2 separate regions of the Zea mays genome follow, and region 2 is linked to region 1. Evidence: chromatin contacts called from public Hi-C data. All regions are on one chromosome and are shown on one strand. Each heading gives the region's core, a stretch centred on a gene start, on an enhancer-like site or on the middle of the called end of the contact. The rest is flanking DNA. Distances are from core to core; before and after follow the strand shown.

Region 1 (6,417 bases), core at 871-3,370:
CTGCAACTCCCATCACAAGATGTCCTAGATGATTCTGATTGAGGCCTTGCAGAGGTTGGAGGCTTACAAAATATCTGCTCCAAGTGGCGGGAATCACTTGAAACACAAATGATACCCACCAAACTTCCATCTTCATCATAGAAAGGTGTGTTGGTGGCAACAGCTGAAAATCTATCTCCTTGTTTGCTCTTAACTGGAAACTTCCCAGTCCAACTTTCACCCATAGAAATACGTCGGAAAATGTCATTCACCACATTGTGATCACCAGAATCAACCAGAAGCATGAGGGCGTCCTGACCAAGGGCTTCTGATGCAGGATAGCCAAACAGATTCTCCGCAGACTGATTCCTACGTAGTAAGTAAATGACAAAATATGGTGAAAAGGGAAGCACAAACAAGAACAGAATAGAACCAAGAGCATTTGTGAAGTACCTATTGTGCTAATGTAGCAAAATTAAAAAGCATACAAACTTCTCAAACCAAAATGTTTATCCGATTAAAGGGCAAATAAGTAGCATTCAAGATTTAAAAATGACAAATAGACTGTTATGAGTGAAGTGCATATTATGTCAATACTTACATAAGAAATGCAACTCAAAACGAATTTTGATCTTGCATGGAGCTCCTGATGCATTTTGTGACTCAATGTTGGCCCCCAAGCAACCAACAACTACAGAGGAAGTGCCTTATCATGTTATTTTAGTTATATCAATATGTGCAATAATGTAGAAGTAGAACTTTAGGGTACAAGCTCGTCACCAGAACCAGCTAAAGTCTAGGCATCCCATCTAGCATTTCCTTACTTTTACTTCGCATCGATAAGATAATATGTAACAGCACATCCTTACAGAGCTAGGGTTATATAGAGTGCCAACAATGTAACCGATTGTCATTTGCACTATCCCACTGCAACCTCTATCGCATGTTTACTGATAGATAAAAATGGCACACAAGAATTGCTTAAGATTCTAGGATTGCTATCGCAAGAGGTTCAAATAAATTTCATTTTGGTCACAACTCGTATATGTGGCCACTTACTCCATTTCAGGCACTACAATCAACATATCTAACCAGCATGACTACTGCATTTCCTCGAATGTTTGTCAATCTCCCAAGTTGCAGTCAAGCAAGTAAAAAAAGGTGAAGCGCCAGAAATCTAACCAGTATATGATCCTCCCATCGAGGTCAAGAATGTGGACGGAATGCCCCAGTGACTGCAGCACCCTGGAGTACTGCCTCTCAGGCAGCCTAGCGCTGGTGCTACCATTTCCAGCGCCCGTGGCCCGGCCCTCCCGATGCAGCGGCGATGAGTGCGGGAAAGACGCCGACCCACGGGCCCACGCACGCTGCCCGCCCTCAAATCCCCCGGACAGCAGCCTACCTGGTGGCCCCGCCTTCGCCTTGGTCGGCGGTGGCACCGGCGCGCCGCGCCGCGGCGAGACGGATTGCGAGCGCCGCCGCTCCACGGCGCCGGGTATCAGCTTGGACATCTCCTGCTTGAGCTGCGCCTGCCCAACCTCCAGCTCCCGGATCTTCTTCAGGAGTTCCTCCCCGCTGGAGTCCATCCCCGCCGCGGCAGTGGGTGGCTTCCTCGAAACCACCGAGGCCACCTCGTCCTCAAACCACCGGCTTCACCGACTTCCACGAGCGCCCTACAGCTGATGGCGCCGCCGCCGCGTCCCCTTTCGCCTCCTCAGGGGCGGCTCCGACGAGCTCGAAAGGCCGCTCCTTTATCCGCTCCCAAGGCAGATTCGACGCAAACGGAGCAAAAGCTCCGAGCTTCCGGTTCTCTGAGATCTCCAGCAGCGATTTCCCGTACAGAAACCGGTTGAATCGATGAAAAATACGATCTTTTCTGGGGAGCGGTTCTTGACCTGTGCGTGGAAGGGGAGCAAATTGCTGTGGAATCTGTCTCTCTCACAAGTCACACACACGCATGACGCATCCGGATGGAGATTGAATGAATAAAATAAACACAAGTAATAATAATTGGTAGAATAAATGATAGAGAGAGAAAAAAGTTATGTCATATAGAATATGGAGGGAAGTGAGACTGTCTCCACGTATTGTAATACTGTTTGTTCAGTTAAGTTTAAAACGAAAAAATTAAATAGTAGATGAAATATGAGATCCGGTGAAAATAGCATGAGGTGTTCTTTATAATGTTCCCTAGTGATTGGTGAACTTGGTGATAAAAAAATTGCTGAGGCTGTTTGCCAGGTTGCTATAGTGGCATTTTACATCTAGTCTTAGTTTTTGTTTGATATTTGGAGCCTTGCCAACATATTTTGTACCCATTTTTCGATTTCTTTTCTATATTTTCTTGGGTGTTGTGTTGATCCACACAGGCGTTGTCCCTGTTCCTATCTACCTACCTTATTGCCAGTGCCAACAGGCGCTATCTCTGTTCCTAGTCACCTCCCTTGCTATGTATCGTAACGAGGGAAAATATTAGCAACTAGTGAATTGGTATTGGTTGGTGTATTACTACACATCAAAGACGTTTTATGCCACTCTGGAATAAAAGAATATTTCCCGAATTTTGTGTGTTTTTCTATGTTTTTAAACTAATTTCTGTGAAGAAAATTATGTGTTCCAAAGGAGCTCTTATTATCACCTACTGTTGCTACAATTTTAGGATGGATTTATGGTTAGTTCTTGGCTTTTAACCGTCTAGATCTATATGACTATGTGTTGCAAGTTTGGAGTTCCTTTTTGGTGGGCATTTATATGGTTTGCTTTTCTTGTTGTAGGTCCTTTGTGGGTGCCAATTGATTAGCACTCAACTGTCTGGAAGTGTATGCTTGCATGCCATAAATTTTGGTCAACTTTTTCTTCCCTTGTGTTTGTTGCTAGTGTGACCTTTTTCATGTGGTGTATATACTTCTCAACAGAACATCTAGCCATGCCCATATCTAACTCTACCTACCAATAATCAAGCAAGATGTAAAAGACAAAGGAGATGTGGTAAAGCTCTGACTAATCTCTTTTTCACGCCCTGGCTTGATTTTAATGCTTAATCGGATACTAGACTGCAGTACACCACAAAAGTATGGAGAGAAAAAGAACACGAAGAAAGAAAGAAAGAAAGAAAGAAAAGAGAAGGATAGAAAAAAAAAACACTACAGTAGTTAGTACTTAGTAACCCCTGTGCCTTTCTCCAAACAAAGCTTTCTGCCATGTTCGTGTTTACGCCTTAAATTGGACCAAAGTTTGCAGGTCCTGATTATAGTTTCAATCGATGGATTTTTCTCAGAAACACCAACTGGTTGTACAACTTTATTTTTTATCGGTGTTAAGCATGAGAAATAATGTTGTGGCCTTGCACACCGAAATAACCTGGAATTCCATAGATAATCATGAGCGGGTTTTTACTCACGAGTCATATATAGAGATAGACTAGTACTGATATTTTCTGTTGACGATTTTTAGACGGAAAAGAACTCCCAAAGTAGCCAATCCGTGGACCAATCCCTTTCAGCTGTCAAGTTTGGCATGTGGCTTCCCAATACTGCACTCCTCGCTCAGCAACAGTATATTCCCTCCAAAAACATTGGATCACATGCAATCATTAAGGGCTAGTTTGGCATCCACATTTTTCCATGGGATTTTCAATTTTCCAAGGGAAAATGAACTAATTTCCCTTGGGAAAACGAAAAACCCTTGGAAAAATGTGGTTCCCAAACTAGTCCTAAACCTTTTTTTTTTCTTGGTAGTGTTCTGCTCCCGGACGCAATTCTTTCTTGTGGATGATATGCTTCAACACTTAGCGCGCTGTCCGTTTGGTTCACGTAATATGTAACGTGATGGATAGCGTACAGTAATCAGATATCACACTGAAAACTGACACCGATCTATTTACCACTGTCACTCAAATGTGAACCATTATCGTTGCCATTTAATTCGTGAACCAAATAACACTTGCATGTGAAAGAAGTAACAGACAGAGTTTTGATAACAAAATGAGTAAATGAATCGTATTCTTTTGTAAACATATAAGTAGCCCACGGATCACCCCTTGCTCGATCAATCAAATACATACGCCAGCTTTCCTTTTAGAAACATACACAGGCAAAGAGGACATTTGCAGATCGCAATTCCAATCGCACGCACGCCTTTAGAAACATACACAGATAAACTGGCAAAATGATATTCTTTTTTTACTGTTCATTAGCGCCAATCTGACCCATTTGCATGGCTGACAAATCCCCATGTAAAGTACCCATCTCTCCGAGTCCAATTATGCAGGACGAGCCATCGTCAGATGTTAGCCACAGCTGCAGATCTGATTCAGCGGAGAACACATCGCACCGCTCCTCGCCACTCTTTTTTCTGGCCCTTTTTATACACGGCCTCGAGCCCTCGACGAGCTGGTGCCACACCAAAAGGGCCGCGAACCACAGGCTGTTCATGAATGACAAGGTGTGTTCTTTGGATCTCGAGCAACACAGCTGGCGTCTCTCAAAGGTCAAAGCAGCAAAGGCGTCGTCACGAGCCCAAGGGGGGGAGAAAGAGATGGGCGTGTCGCCATCGATGGGGAGAAAGCGACGCAGGGGTCCGATCCGAGGTTCAACCAGCTATCTTGCTATGCCTTCCCCAGCCTGTCGTCAGAAATGCTGCAGAGACAAATTAAAAGGACAGATAGAGAGAAAAAACATGGTGTCAGTTCAGTATTTGCATAATTAAGGATCAAGTACCTTAAGAACTCAGGCATAGCTCGACGACCTGCAAAAACAACAGGCGCACATTCAGTTGCCATGCATGTAGCATTTGCTTCAGCTGCACCACATGCATGGCATAAGATGCAGGTACAAGCAGAAGCCACCCCATGCGTTCTCCCAAACAGGACCGGGTTTACCCCTCCAGCACAACTTGCTGACCTCTTTGCCCCTGAAATTGGACACAAAAATAGGTTTAACTAACCAGTTGTCCGTGGTTTGGTATAGTTTGTATATATCATATAAATTGGTATTGAAGTCGTGATAGAATCAAGTGACCATATTAGGTTTTTAATAGAGTAGTATAGATTTTGACAAAGTTTACATAGCTAATGCGGCAAAAGGTTGGAAGTCTGAAAGATGACAAGTAATTGAAGTTGTCAAAATGGAATAGGATCTCTTCTTTCTAATATATATTTTATCAGTGTAAAATAGGATTATGATAGGGAAACAAATCCTAGTAAGCAATAACTGCACTGGAATCCAAGTATACCGTAAGGATTAAACCTACCTGGACATAATGCCATAGCACATCAGTAAGAGCAATACAAAAGGCAGAAGACAAGATGTTGGAGAATCGATGCACCCCAGCTGATTTAGGAGCGATCGTGCTTGAGACCAAACTTCTTGATGGCCCATCAAAAGCCCATATATGCAACCCCATAGAAACAGTTAGTATCAAATAAGCGAAGCTGTTCGAGTAAAAGGGACCGCATCTTCAAAACTATTACAGCGACTGCAAGAATAAGAACGAAGCAACATAGAACTTAGAGGCACACTTATGTAAACATGATTTTTCTAGATAAGTTTGCAGTGCCGTCTTTCATTGTTGTGCTATTTGTTTTTGTTAGAACCTCGTCAGGATTTTGGGCCAGTCCCCTTATAATTACTTATATACCTCTGTATAATGGGTTTGGCCCAACTACTTGGTCTATATTAATACACTCTTAACCCTAGTTAGAGTTAGGGTTTCTCATATGGTATACAACTAGGTTTCACTTTCTCTCCCTCTTCTCCCTCCCTCCCTTCCCCACCAGCCATCGGCCACCGCCAGGCCCCTCCCCGGCCGCCACCCTCCTCCTCCCCCTTCCCTCTCATGGAGCATGTCGCTGCCGATGTGAGCCCTAGCGCGGGTGAGGCCGTCGCCCTGCCCATCGTCGTCGGCACAGGCGCGGGCGCGCCCACGCCGTCGCCACCGCCGCGTCGGCCACGAGCAGCCTCTTCCCCGCCTTCCTCCCCTCATCCCGCACCAGCGAGCTCGCTGGGGATGAGCCCCCTTCATTGCTGGCCCTGGGCCCCGCTCGGAGCCCCTGCTGTCCTCGATGCGCAACTACGCACCTGGCATTCCTGTCACACCCGGCTTTAAGGAACAAAGCCAGGTGCATCTCATACATGCGCCAAGAAGACAACATATATAATAACAGAGTGTATAGAGATAAATGTCATAAAACATCAGAGTATTTATTACATAGCGGAAGACTTAATACAAAATAAAAGAATAAACATAAAACGAACTAAGGATCCTCGGCGCAAATGTCAACTGAGAAACGCCACCTAGATCAGATCATACTCCTCGCCTTGTGGCTCCTCCTGAACCACCTGTTCTTCTCCTGTGGGGGGGGTGTGAGACAGCAAGAGTGAGCTCACATACGTTCATCGCTCAACAAGTTGTGGGGAATAATGTGGCATGAACTCACCA
Region 2 (7,027 bases), core at 220-2,719, 250 kb after region 1:
TTGCATCATAGTTTTGATGGAATCTCCGTACTGGTTCAGGCAAAAAACTGGGAATGGAGTTGAAAACTGCAAAACACGGGGGGATGAATTTCCCACAATACAAATAATACACCAGAACAATGGAAGAACAAATAAAATCATGGGAACTATATCACTCTAGTACTTTTTGAACAACCAGCAATGGACAACGATATGGTAGGAAGATAACTAATCCTAGACCTGAGATTTGTGTAGGAGGCTAAGGCTACACGTTTTTTTAAACTTTTTAGTAAAATCTGCAATAAACATTTTGTAAGATCCAGATAAGCAACTTGTGGTTAAGGCCAAATACCAACCAGGCAATGTACTGTTAGTGAGCATAGATTCAAACAGAAAGACAAGAGCTTACTCCAGTTCCTGTCGAAGTGCATCAAACAACTCCCTCTTCGTCTTTTTCTCAGCTCCAGGAGTATTCAGTACCTTGCTTTGCTCCACCATCATCATAGTGTTTTTCTTCATATCTTCCTGAAATCAAAGTAAAAAAATTTCATCGCCAAGTCCCCACTTCTCAATACTCTATTGGTCAGGTGAGCCTTGCATAGAGTGATGCCAAGAGCATAAAGAAGGGCACATGGAGCATAAGACAATGCAGAAATGATTTTTATTCAACATCAACAAGAATACCCTGCTATATGCACGCATGAAACTTTATGCTAATAAATAAGATTTCCCAGAACATAATGCTCAAAGGAGGGGAAAACAGAATTACACCACTGATGAAACAACATGTGCCAAGTGACGCCAAAGGACAAGTAAATATCTACATTCTTGTGCAAACCAATTCCCGATACATCACATAGATATAGGGAAAAGTAGAACAGAACGAATGAGGAAACAGCACGTGACACCAAAGGACAACTAAATACCCAAATTCTCGTGCAAAAACAATAAGGCATTGCTCGCCTGTCTTATGAATTGGAAGAGATTGAAAAAAATATGAAGGATTTTAACTTGCTATGGATTTAATCCCACCTAATCCCCTAGAATCCATATAGATTGAGAGGAAACTGAAGAAGCCCTAACATATCTCTTATCTTACAACAAACAATTTCTAACATAATAGTAATAGTAAGGAGGAGCTGGAAGTAGTTTCTTAGATAAAATGCACTCTCAACTCAGAGGAATAGGAGGGGAATCGGGGGAGGAAGGGAGGCGTGCACGCACGTTGGCCTTGAGCTGGGCGATGATCTTCATGCGGAGCGCGTCGATGCTGCCGTCGTTCTTCAGCGACTCCAGCACCTCCTCCGGCCGCACCACCTTCGACGACGACCCCATAGCCTCCTTCACCACCAACCGCTTGCTTCCCCGCGAAATTCCCAGACAAAGGGGCTTCAACTCCCCCTGGGTGGATTCGCTCTAACCGCTGTGGCGCTCGCCGCAGATCCGAAGGGTTGCCGGCGGCGACGACGGGGACTAGGGTTTGCTTTCTCTCCGCTGGTGAGAAGAGAGGAGAGAAGGTAAGAACACGAGATAGTCACGTGCCCCCGTGTTGTACTTGTACTTGTTAGGGTAAATGACGAGATTGCCCCTGCCCCTCCACACGTCGGCCCTTGCCTTGCCTCGTCTGGCCTCGTCGCCGGCGGCTGGGAAGTACCCATCCCCGTTGTCTGCGCCCTATGCGAGACGTGGAACGCCGCCGTGCCGTGACCATCTCCGCGCGCTCTCCGCTCCGGCAAAAGTTTACCCTTTTGAAGTTTGAATTTGAACTCTGAAAAGGTTGAGCATTCAGGTGGCGGCAAATCACAAATGGCAATGCCGCTGCTGAATCTTGCGAATGCGATGCTGGACGTTTTTTTTCCCGTAGCACCGGCAGCTCTTGTGACTCCATACATACGTGCTGTTCATTCATCCAGACATCCCGTGTTTGTGATTCGATACGATATATAGTGGTTTGGAGGGAAGAATCGGCTGAGTAGATCGCTAGCTAGTGATCTTGAGATAGGTGATTGCACAAAGTTGCTTCTTTACTTGGCTTAATCTAGGATAATCAGATTTAGCGATTAATGCATGCAACTTGTAACCCGTGAAGGCTGTTATTAGCAGTTTGGTTCAGCTTATAAATTATATAATCTAGATTATATATGATATTAAATAATCTAGATCAAACGATTTAGGACAAACCAACTTATTGAAATTTTTTATCATTGATTTTAGTTATATGTTGCGTGATGGGAGCAAGTAAAAATAGATGAAATGTTTTTTTATAAGAAGTTGTAATGGTGGATAATTTGTCTTCAAGTTACCATGGATAGTGGGTATTTTGCCAAAATAATCTCAAATAAACATGTCTTGAGTAAATCATGGAATTGTGATAATCTGACTTCCAGATTATATAACCTGATTTCTATTTAGATTATTTAAGCTAGATTATATAATCTGGACAAATTATAATCCAAAACGAGTATGCCCTTAGTCCCGATAACTAATTTTTTACTAAACATCAAATTAGGTTGTTTCTCAATAGAACCATTAGTCCTGATAAATAATTGACTTAATCATCAGAGATCAAATCTGATGACCGGGATGTTTAAGGTCTGTTTGGTTCGCTGCCTAACTTGCCACATTTTACCTAACTTTCTGTCTAAGGTTAGTTCTTCGATTCGAACGACTAACCTTAGTCAAAGTGTGGTGCAGTTAGTCACGAACCAAACAGGCTCTTAACCTCTCATATTTTGATGATGATTTATAAAAAAAACCCTTCTTAAAATTATGTTTATTGCATTCTTGTGTTTATTGCATGAATCATTAGCTGAACCATGTGATACATTCTTGTGTTTATTACATTCTTGCTTTATATTATGTTTTACTTTCTTATGAAGTTATATTAGTGTTTGGTCCCAATCTATTAATTTATGCTTATATGACTATACTAAACTAGTGTATTAGGCTCTACTCTACCCCATTAAGCTTACAAATTTACTTGATCTAATTTTCATTAGACAATTTTTGAATAGTGACCTTGTATAGGTCAATGCACGCAACAGTGTCGCTAAGAGGTTCGCAGTGATAGTGATGCTCCCATTGCTAATAATTTTTAGACCGTTATTTTATAGGCATATTCACCTCTCTCTAGACACAATATATGTTCATAGAAAGGATCAAGATGTCTAAGAGATAGGTGAATTGGGCCAATCTAATTTCTTTCAACAATTAGATCCTATGAGATAGCCCACTTCACTCGTTGCGCCTAATAGAGTTTCTATATTATGAAAAGTTTTGCACCATAGGTTCCAACCCTATTTTAGCATAGGAATTCTAATAATATAAAGGCAAAAATTGAAATGCTCAAATGTAAATTATCAAAGTAAAAGGGCTAGAAAGATGATGATGTTTTGCCAAGGTATCAGAGAGTCGACACCCAAGTAGTTTCCATTGGAGCACCTACACAAGGGTGTCGCTTTCCCTTGATCCACACAAGGACCAAATGCTCTCCACGATTTGATGTTTTGCCACTAGCATGATGAATCACCCACAACCATTTACACCTTAATTTGGGCCACCCACAATCTCCATCTAGCGAACACGGAACTCCTGATCACCACCAAACTGTCTAGGTGATGCCGATCACCAGAAGTAACAAGCACAAACTCTCACTTGATCTAACCAAGGCTAGTGAGAATGGTAAATGAACACTTGCTTCTCTTAATGCATTAACAATGCACTAATCTGGTGATACCAAATTTCAATCACCTTAGTAGGCAAAGGACCCTGCTTTCCCTCCAAATGGGTTCTTCAGCTAAACACATGGACAAGAGAGCTAGAATAGACGAGTTGGTGTTGCATTTATGCACCCCAACCATCCAAAAAGCAGATATAGTAACTCTAGGATAAATACAGAGGCATCAAACCATCTAATGCCTGAGTGTCAGACCATAGCCCTCGGTACAACAAGACTCAATGGTCATAGTGACCTCACTGTGTCAGGCAATCCTACAAGAGAATATGTCATGATGCCTCCTCGTCTGATCAGATTGATGCTCATAAAACATCTCTGATCACATTTTGGAAGGCGTTGGACCAAGACTCAATAGTCTCACGTTCATCCTGTTCACAATATTTGACGCCATATAGGAAGAACATTAGTTGGTACAGTTGCATCGTCTAGTTCGATGAGACCCATTGGTCTAGTCCAATACATATAGACCTCTCTGATATGTTTATGGACACCCTGACACTAAAACACTATAGTACAATAGCCCTATTTCTTGGGTTCCGATGATTAGGTCTTCTTTGGCAGGTGTCAGACCATGCTCGATGGTCTAACGATCTTGTTTCTTAAGGTTTGGCACCTTCAACCACCTTCAAATCACTTCCAATTCAAAACTTTATGGATGAGGTTTGTTCCAAATGACTTTTAGGCTACCTTTGAGCTACCTAGTGCTAATATATACCTTTATCTAATCCACTGAAAGGGAAATGGCCATTTCTATAATGTTTTGGTGATTAAGTGTCCAACACATAGTAAGTGAGTTGATTATGTGCCAAACAAGCAAAAACTGCAAATCATATAACAAGGTATGTTTCTAGACTTAGTAGTTGGTTTTTGTATACTAATATATTTGTCTAAGTGTTAGAAACAGAGAAAAGAAGAAAAGAAAAGAAAAGAATTGAAAGAGACTTGGCTGAGTGCAGCCGAAGTCCAGCTCGGCCTGGCACACCGGACTGTCCGATGGTGCACCGGACAGTGTCCGGTGCGCCAGGCTGGTCCGCGTGAAAAGGCTGCTCTCAGGACTCAACGGCGGCGTATGACTATAATTCACCGGACTGTCCGGTGAGTTGTCCACGGCGAACTCGTCACTCTCGGGAAACGAAAAAGGCGACGTGGCTATAATTCACCGGACTGTCCGGTGAGCCAACGGTCGTCTGCGCCAACGGTCGGCTGCGCAATCCGCGGGCGACGCGTGGCAGCTCCAACGGTCGGCAGCTTGTCCGGTGCGCCAACTGGCCCGGAGCTGCAACGGTCGTCTGTGCCAGAAAAGGAAGGAGATCGGCACCGGACAGGCTATAGTAGTTGTCCGATGCGCCACTCGACAGAAGGCAAGGATAGCCTTCCATGTTGATCTTCAACGACTCCTAGCTGCCTTGGGGCTATAAAGGGACCCCTAGGCGCATGGAGGAGTAACCCAAGCATTTACTAAGCATCCTAAGGCATCCAGACTCTGTTCCCGTGCATTCGTTTCATTGTGTTAGAGATTTGAGCTCTATTCGAGTCAAGGACTCCCTGTGTTGTCATTTGAGCTCAAGTCTTCTCTTGTGTGTGTGGGTGTGCTGCGATTTGTGTCTTGTGTGTGTTGCTCATCCCAACCTTACTCCATGCTTTCATTGTGATCTTTGTTGTAAGGGCGAGAGACTCCAAGCTTGTGGAGATTCCTCACAAACGGGAATAATCATCTAAAGAAAAAACCGTGTTATTCAAGTTGATCATCAGATCACTTGAAAGGGGTTGAGTGCAACCCTCGTCCATTGGCACGCCACAACGTGGAAGTAGGCAAGTGTTACTTGGCCAAACCACGGGATAAAAATCGCGTGTCTTGTGTTGATCTCTCTGTGATTATTTGTAGTCACAAGAACTCGCTTCAAGTTATTTAGCCGCACTAACACTCTTAACTAAGTTTTGTGGCTATTAGTGTTTGAATTTTACAGGATCACCTATTCACCCCCCCTCTAGGTGCTCTCAATTGGTATCAAAGTTGTACTCTTCATCTAAGGGACTAATCGCCCGAAGAGATGGATCCTAAGGGAAAGGGGATGGTGGTCAACGACAAGGAGAAGGAGTCCCTCTTTAACGAGCCAAGGGACGACAAGCCCACTGACTCAGGATCGAGTCATAAGAAGAGGGACGGGAAGAAGAAGAGGCGCATCAAGAAGATCATTTACTACGACAGTGACGCCTCCTCTTCTTCACCAAGAGACGATGACGATGACTCGTCGAAAAAGAGAACGGTTAATCAAAAGTACTCTTTCGACTATTGTCGCATGCCATACAATTCGAATGCACATTTACTCTCTATTCCTCTAGGAAAACCCCCACACTTTGATGGAGAGGATTACTCATTTTGGAGTCATAAAATGCGTAGTCATCTATTTTCTCTCCATCCTAGCATTTGGGAAATTGTGTAAAATGGAATGCATTTCGATAGTACTGATAACCCCGTGATGATAAATGAACAAATTCATAAGAATGCACAAGCTACCACTATTTTGCTAGCATCTTTGTGCAGGGATGAATACAACAAGGTTAGCGGCTTGGACAACGCCAAGCAAATCTGGGACACCCTCAAGATCTCACATGAGGGAAATGACGCTACAGTGATCACCAAAATGGAGTTGGTGGAAGGAGAGCTAGGAAGATTCGCCATGATCAGGGCCTCAGGGGAGAAGAGCCAACACAAACTTACAACAAGCTCAAGACCCTGGTCAACAAGATTAGAAGCTATGGAAGCACAAGATGGACGGACCACGACGTCGTCCGACTCATGCTAAGGTCATTCATAGTAATTGATCCCCATCTTGTCAATCTTATTCGAGAAAACCCCAGGTACACCAAGATGACGCCCGAGGAGATACTCAGAAAATTCGTGAGTAGGCGCATGATGGTTAAGGAGGCAAGGTACGTGGATGAGGCCTTGAACGATCCACTACCTATATACGAGTCGTAGCCCGTTGCTCTCAAAGCAACAAGCAGCAAGGAGGCGCTACCAAGCAAGGTAGCTCAAGTGGAGGCTGCCGGACTCAATGAAGATGAGATGTCGCTTATCATCAAGCGCTTCAAGACCGCACTCAAAGGACGTAAGGAGTACCCTAACAGGAACAAAACAAGGGGAAAGTGCTCCTGCTTCAAATGCGGTAAGACTAGTCACTTTATTGTAAATTGTCCCGATAATGATAGTGACGAGGGACAAGAAAAGAACGGGAAGAAGGAGAAGAAGAAGAACTAAAGGAAGGCAAAGGGCGAGGCACACCTTGGAAAGGAATGGAACTCAGACTG

What was found. A called contact is a pair of places that touch in the nucleus more often than the background predicts.
Region 2: a contact with region 1 is called in a Hi-C map of bundle sheath, with 4 times the contacts expected there. The contact joins the promoter of LOC100192888 here to the promoter of LOC103650550 in region 1. A contact is called at or near these places in 4 of 25 Hi-C or Micro-C datasets (bundle sheath, ear, leaf and 1 more).

Annotation. Positions count from the first base shown.
Region 1 is chr3:130,304,934-130,311,350 of Zm-B73-REFERENCE-NAM-5.0, forward strand. It overlaps LOC103650550 (serine/threonine-protein kinase EDR1), which reads right to left and starts at 2,121. Exons shown (of 13, transcript XM_008676128.2): 1 at 1,162-2,121; 2 at 1-348. The coding sequence starts at 1,565.
Region 2 is chr3:130,558,467-130,565,493 of Zm-B73-REFERENCE-NAM-5.0, forward strand. It overlaps LOC100192888, which reads right to left and starts at 1,470. Exons shown (of 3, transcript NM_001138076.1): 1 at 1,204-1,470; 2 at 389-504. The coding sequence starts at 1,314.